Linked DNA regions of Hordeum vulgare: region 1 is linked to region 2. The links are chromatin contacts, called in public Hi-C maps. All regions are on one chromosome and are shown on one strand. The core of a region is the stretch at or near the end of the contact, and the rest is flanking DNA. Distances in the headings are between cores, read along the strand shown. Region 1 holds the start of LOC123440549. Region 2 overlaps LOC123444954 (metal tolerance protein 5).

The links. Hi-C and Micro-C count contacts between places; a contact is called where the count stands out from the background.
Region 1: a Hi-C map of leaf shows a contact between it and region 2, with 4 times the contacts expected there. The contact joins the promoter of LOC123440549 here to the enhancer-like site in region 2. A contact is called at or near these places in 2 of 6 Hi-C or Micro-C datasets (leaf and seedling).

Annotation. Positions count from the first base shown.
Region 1 is chr3H:551,969,283-551,972,641 of MorexV3_pseudomolecules_assembly, forward strand. It overlaps LOC123440549, which reads right to left and starts at 1,563. Exons shown (of 3, transcript XM_045117114.1): 1 at 1,329-1,563; 2 at 1,100-1,205; 3 at 188-745. The coding sequence starts at 1,370. The coding sequence ends at 591.
Region 2 is chr3H:551,896,108-551,899,557 of MorexV3_pseudomolecules_assembly, forward strand. It overlaps LOC123444954 (metal tolerance protein 5), which reads left to right. Exons shown (of 6, transcript XM_045121848.1): 5 at 442-675; 6 at 906-1,409. The coding sequence ends at 1,256. Among protein-coding and RNA genes, the nearest start is that of LOC123444954, 6.3 kb to the left of the region's middle. Within about 2 kb of position 1,579, at least 2 of the 3 cell types and tissues checked have open chromatin away from gene starts, as enhancers often do. A contact at or near this core is called in leaf, where this site is marked.

The sequences.
Region 1 (3,359 bases), core at 313-2,812, 73 kb after region 2:
ATGTGAGGGTTTGCGAACAGTTCAGATATATATGAACGATATAAGGGGTTTGGATGACTTCTTTTTCTTCTGTTTTTTCTGTTCGACACGTCACTGATCATTCGAAGGGTCCGGTTGACGCGCGCAGCCCAGCCCGTGGGGGGAGAGAGAGAGAGAAAGAAAGAGTACGTAGAAAAAGCCACCCAAAGATCAGAATGGGACAGGACCAGCTTTCCTTTTGACAGCAACAAGCTAGTCGCCGCTCACATGTAGATGTGGGGGTATGTACAGATGGGTACAAATTACAGGCCGCAAACGCGCGCGCGTACGTCTGGTCGTCTCCACCGGACGTCTATTTCCCACCTCCACGTTTACAACATGGCATACTAGTATGCATACAAGATTCGAGACGCCCCGGTGGATTGGTGATTCTGAATCTTTTCGATTTTGGACCAACCGGCTGAATGTATGCTTGCTGCTCGGTGGATCATCCGGCTGGAGCTGAGCGGCAGGGGTACGTCCGTGGCGTGGCTAGCTACGATTTATTTACACACACACCATCATACTGTATATTTTAGTTTTGTGCATATATGCATGGATCCCGTCGGCCTCTAGTCGTCGTTGTCGTTGTTGTCGTTGTCGTCTGTGTTCCTTGAGGTGGACGCCTGGTCTGAGGGACTGCCCTTGTGCGACGGCGACTCACCGCCTCGGTCCTTCTTGTACGTCTCGAAGAACTCCCTGTTCTCCTTCTCCAGCTCCTTCCACACTGTTGCCCACGTACAGCAGATCGTTAGAAGTCTTAATTCAGGACATCTGAATCCATAAGCCCCTTACTGGCTAAACAACTTAACATGCTGAATTGCTGATCGATCAAAGCTAGCTAGCTAGCCTTGCTTAGCCCGGAGATGCAAACCCTCAAAGAATTTCTAGCTAGGCCCATCCCATCTAGAACGTAGGGCGGAAGAACATCTCCCTTCCTCTGCATGCATGCAGTGATGCAGATACGCAAATGCCAGAAATTAAGGCAGTGGAGCGATCGATGGCAAACTCTGCGTGTCTACGCCTCGTAACCATCGAAGCCGCCGATCAAAGCAATGCGAGGGGTGGACGGAGGCATTACCAGTGGACGTGACGGCGGGCATGATGTTGGCGTGCTTCTCCAGCGCCTGCACGCATTCCTCCTTGTCCATGTCGTAGCAGATGCACTTCTCGATCAGATGCTGCACCTGCATGCACGCCGCCGCGGATGCGGATGCAGCACACACATGGCCAATCCTGAATCAGCAATAGGAAAATGGCGTGTGCAGATAGGTTCTCAATCAGATCACCGTCATGCTGCGCGAACGTACCAGCCGGATGTAGGACGCCGGGGACGACGAGTCGTCGGCCATGGCGATCCGGTCGACGAGCGCACCAAGACCCAATTCAGGGAAGAGCAGGTGGTAGAGCTTCCTCAGGACAGGAGAGATAGCTAGAAGCCGATCGAAGCCCGCCCGCTGAGAGCAGCTGTGGTGGCTGTTGCTAATGGCGTCCGGCCGGGATCGCGGGGAGTGAACTGACGGGAGCGTGACAGGTAACACCACCGGCGGTGTAGGGAGGTAGAAATAGGCGAGGGGGAGCTAGGAGAGGGACATGTCAGCGTGTGGGGGCTGCGCGGTCACGTGGGCGCGCCATCCCCATTCGTCCAGAGGTGATGGCGGGGATTTTTTGGGGCCCGCCGCGCCACTCTGCCTTACCCTCTCTTCTCTGTCCGTCCGGCTCTCGTTTTGTTTCGGCATGGTTTGGTCGATCCACCGTCCCTTCCACGCGAAATGGGGGTTTTGGGACCGTCCGATGCGCGGTCCTCCGAAATAAAGGGCAGAGAAAGCGCGGCATTTTCTTGCCTTTTATCAATTCCCACCCGTTCGGTCGTAGCTCACCAAAATCCATCAAGATTGCGGCCATTTTAATAGATTCACGCCGCTCCAAAGATTCGTAGATCGAGTGAAAGATGAGGCCAGAGTCTGCAAAGTCGCCAGTTGTGGTCGCTTCTCAGTTTCGTACAATTTTTCCTCATTTTACTTTTAGGTGCTGTTTCCCCTTAGGTTTCTAATGGCTTTGATGCTGGTCATGTAAGATGTAACCACGGTTGTAAACACCTATTTTTGTCCACGTTTAGTTCAATACATGCAGTTCTCCTGCATGGTTTGAAAAAATTCGACCATTTCGCGGACATCAAAGTACTAAGATCAGGAAAGAAAAAGAAACTCGGGGACAATTGATGAACTTGGGTGAGTGGGGTCCAACTAGTACAAACATCGGGATCTCATATGGATTTCACTTAACTGGTCTAAGAAATCGTTATATTTTGTTTTTCACACACTATAGATGCTTTTTTAACGATCCTATTTACTAAAATTTGGAGAAATCCAGTCTTAAGGATTTCATTATCATGTGAGGGCCCTTTAGATTATGAAATCTTGATTTTCTTAGAAACACAATACAAACGTATGTGCTAACTGTACACCCACTGTTATGAATGCGTGCATGCACACCGTACTTTCTTGAGCACCCGGAGAGATTAAACCTGAAATAATAGTGTCAAAATGACTAAAATAAATTTTGGAATATCTAAGCACCCGTGCCAAGTCTAGGATTTAAACCTAGGTGGGGATTGAACCTAGATGGGCACGTTCCACCACAAGGAACCTACTTATGCCTGGTTCTCATATGTATTTGAAATTAAAACCCTACAGAATGTATTCCTCCTATGCGTCAATTCAATAGGAAATCCAATTAACATGATCTAAAAAACTCTACCTCTCTCGACTCTCTCTTCCTCTCCTAGTTCCTCTAAATGTTATTGCTTATTTTGTTTGGACTATCCAGAGGCACCACTATAAATTCTTGTGTTTGAAAATGTTGTTGGATTTTGTATGTATAACACATGACATTTGGGTCGTCTTTTCTTATATCTATTCTTACATTTCCAATATCCCGTTGTCCAAAGAAGCTATACAACAACGTTTGTATAGATGGAATAATTTCCAACTCAAAGGAGCAGCCAAATTTCCACCCAAAACAGGAAAATAGTCTCCTTGGTAAGTTAGCAAAATTGTAAGCTTCAAGCGATGTGTTCTACCAGAGTAGTGTTCCATTATATCATGGTCCACTATTTTTTGAATTCATGCGTTCTCTTGACATTGACCATACTAAACCACCCCCTATGGCAGAAAGCATAGAAAAATGTCATAAACCATCCTAATTGTTCGGCGTTGCCTGGCCCTTGACTTCATTGACTTGTATTGTCGATGCCACAAATGTCCCTATCCCAACATAGCCAAATCAATAATCCTTCACATGTCTTATAGTAGCCTCCCTCAATGCGATCCTTCTTGTTA
Region 2 (3,450 bases), core at 329-2,828:
TTTGGCTAGTTAAGTTTCCCAGTTGCCATGACCAGTGTGCTTTTGCCAACTCTGCTCCTTAAAAGAAAATAAAGATTTTGCTATAAGCACTATACTTTTCCTACTAAACCTTTTCTTGTTACGTTGTACCCGGACTTATCACATTCTCTTTTTTTTTTTGGTCTGGCAAATAATTAGCTAAATGTAGGCCATGGCAGCTGTAATGTGAGCTTCTGAAATTCTCCCTTTTGAACCACTGTTGTTGCTGCACAGTTCCCTCTGAAAAATGTAGGTCTGGGAGTACCTTTTTTATCAATATAGTTTGCAAAACCTTTGTTCCTGCGCAGTTCCCTTTTGAACCACATCTATGTATCCCTTACTCTGGAACTATGACTCTTAGATACAAACTTTAGTTCTTCCATTATAAATTTTGTTTGCTCATATTATCCTATCATTTTCTAGGGAGGTGAATTCAGTTTGACAAATGAGCAGGAAAAGTGGGTTGTGGACATCATGCTCTCAGTGACGCTGGTGAAACTTGCCCTGGCTTTATATTGCCGCACATTCACCAATGAAATTGTCAAGGCTTATGCACAGGATCACATTTTCGATGTGATCACTAATATAATTGGTCTTGTGGCTGCACTACTAGCAAATTATTTTGAAGGATGGATCGACCCAGTCGGTGCAATTATTGTAAGTGGTTCCCCTTCCCTCTCTTCTGTCTTATTTTCATGGCAATTGATCTCTTCTTCCTTCTGTATCCGAAGCTGCATCCCAATATTGATCACTTCCTTCAGTTGCCTGGCTCCAAAAATGACGACAACCGAATAACACGAGTGAAAGAGCGGACAGTGTGCTATTTTGAAATTAACAGTTGATTTTCAGAGAAAAATATTAATCATGAGTTGGTTCTTCATTTGCAGCTAGCAATCTACACCATCAGGACATGGTCGATGACGGTGCTGGAAAACGTTCACTCGCTTGTCGGGCAGTCGGCTTCGCCAGAGTACCTTCAGAAGCTGACCTACCTATGCTGGAACCACCACAAGGCCGTGAGGCACATCGACACGGTGCGCGCCTACACGTTCGGCTCGCACTACTTTGTGGAGGTGGACATTGTGCTGCCGGCGGGCATGCCGCTGAAGGAGGCGCACGACATCGGTGAGGCCCTGCAGGAGAAGCTGGAGTGCCTGCCCGAGATCGAGCGCGCCTTCGTCCACCTCGACTATGAGTTCACACATCGGCCCGAGCACGCTCTGTCCCATGACAAGTAGCTTCAGGTTCAGGCAGTGGGTGCAGCTCTGTACAGATTAAAGGCTGAAGCTGTTTATTTTTAGCGTCAATGGTTTCAGAAATCAGCTGTTCGTCAGCCTCGCGGAAAAACCTGCGGGTGCAGCACTCAATTGAAAGGGAAACGTTACCTTCCAGCCGGCTGATTCTGCTATCGCGTCCACTGCCACCTTTGTTTGCCACGTGGCCGGACGGACGAGCCGTGACCGTTTTCCTAAAACAATTTGTTCATGCAGCTTAGAAGTAGTTGACCGCAAAAGGAGGGAACCCAGGCGTGGAGACGATCGACTTCCACTGGATCAAGCCAAGAGCTCGCTGGCCGCCTCCTCTCCAGTCTGGCAAGCAACGGGACCAGCCTCCTCTCCAGTCCGGCAAGCAACGGGACCAGCCTCCTCTCCAGTCCGGCAAGCAACGGGACCAGCCTCCTCTCCAGTCCGGCAAGCAACGGGACCACGCCGCCTTCCCTGGTCAGATCCCGTCGCCGGGGAGCTTCCCTGCTCGTTCCTGCAGCATCCCAAGGCGAGCTCGCGTGCCTGACTCTCCGTCAAGCATGGATCCCGACTGGGTAGTGCTTCTGCAACGTGACTTTCGTTGCAAAAATTCCTGAAGACGAAGAAAAAAAAATCTGTAACAAGCAAATTGTTTTTGAAACTCGACCGTTGTTTCAGGAATTAACGGATCCAAAGTTTATTTCTTGCGGCAAAGCGAAAGTTTCCGTAATTTGAGCGTCGTTTCAGGAAATAACTACTGACCATGCGGCGGAGATGCGGGACGTTAGATCGGCATCTCGCCTTCCCTGGTCAGATCCCGTCGTCGGGGAGCTTCCCTGCTTGTTCCTGCAGCATCCCAAGGCGAGCTCGCGTGCCTGACTCTCCGTCGAGCATGGATCCCGACTGGGTAGTGCTTCTGCAACGTGACTTTCGTTGCAAAAATTCCTGAAGACGAAGAAAAAAAAATCTGTAACAAGCAAATTGTTTTTGAAACTTGACCGTTGTTTCAGGAATTAACGGATCCAAAGTTTATTTCTTGCGACAAAGCGAAAGTTTCCGTAACTTGAGCGTCGTTTCAGGAAATAACTACTGACCATGCAGCGGAGATGCGGGACGTTAGATCGGCATCTGACGGCTAACTAGGTGACGGATAATTTTTAAAAATCACCCGGTGAACGCCCCTAATTGAAATGCGCATACTGGAGTGACAGATATGGCGATGCCCATGTTGATTGTGCCTTTCTAAGTTGTCATGCCACCTACGTTGCATATGTATTTCAGTATCGGCCAAAAGATATCATCGCTGATTTACCTGGGACTGTGCCAGATATGGCGATGCCCATGTTGATTGTGCCTTTCTAAGTTGTCATCTCACCGACGTTGCATATGTATTTCAGTATCGGCCAAAAGATATCATCGCTGATATACCTCGGACTGTGAAACGGACAGAGATCACGTTTGCATGTCACCGTGTGTCTTGCGGTCTAAATTTAAATTTAAACATTGTAAAAAACTTTAAAAAAAATCATGCATGTTCACAACACATATTAAGATAACTCTTAATATGTTCAGATCAAAATTCGAAACATACATCGAGAAACAAAAAAGAGAAACTCAGATGTGAATAGCCTACAGAGAACCATTCGCGAACTATTCATGAGAGATTTCTCTTTTTTGTTTCTCGATGTATATTTCGAATTTTGATCTGAATTTTTTAGGGGTTATCTTAATATGTGCTGTGAACATGCATGTTTTTTTTCAGATTTTTTAGTAGTGTTTAAATTTGAATTTAGGCAGTAAGGCACACGATGACATGCAAAACGATGACATGCAAAACGTACATGTCACCTGATCTCTGTCCCTGTGAGACATGCTGTTTGGCTGATCACTGATGATTTCCCATCACTGGCCGCTGGCCAGCCAGTGAAGTTTTCACAGTGGGCGTCGAGGATACAATGAACATTTTTTTTTTGAAAGAGGGGTTTCCCAGCCTTATTTTATTGATGAAGCAGCAACGAGAAACAAAGACGATCAGTTCATAGCCTACTACCAGCTACTAAATATAATTCTTTTTAGAGGTTCCATTATTGGACTACATATGGATGTATGTAGATATATTTTAGAGTATAGATTCATTCCTTTTGCTCCGTATGTAGTCCTCTAGTGAAATCTCTAAAATGACTTATAT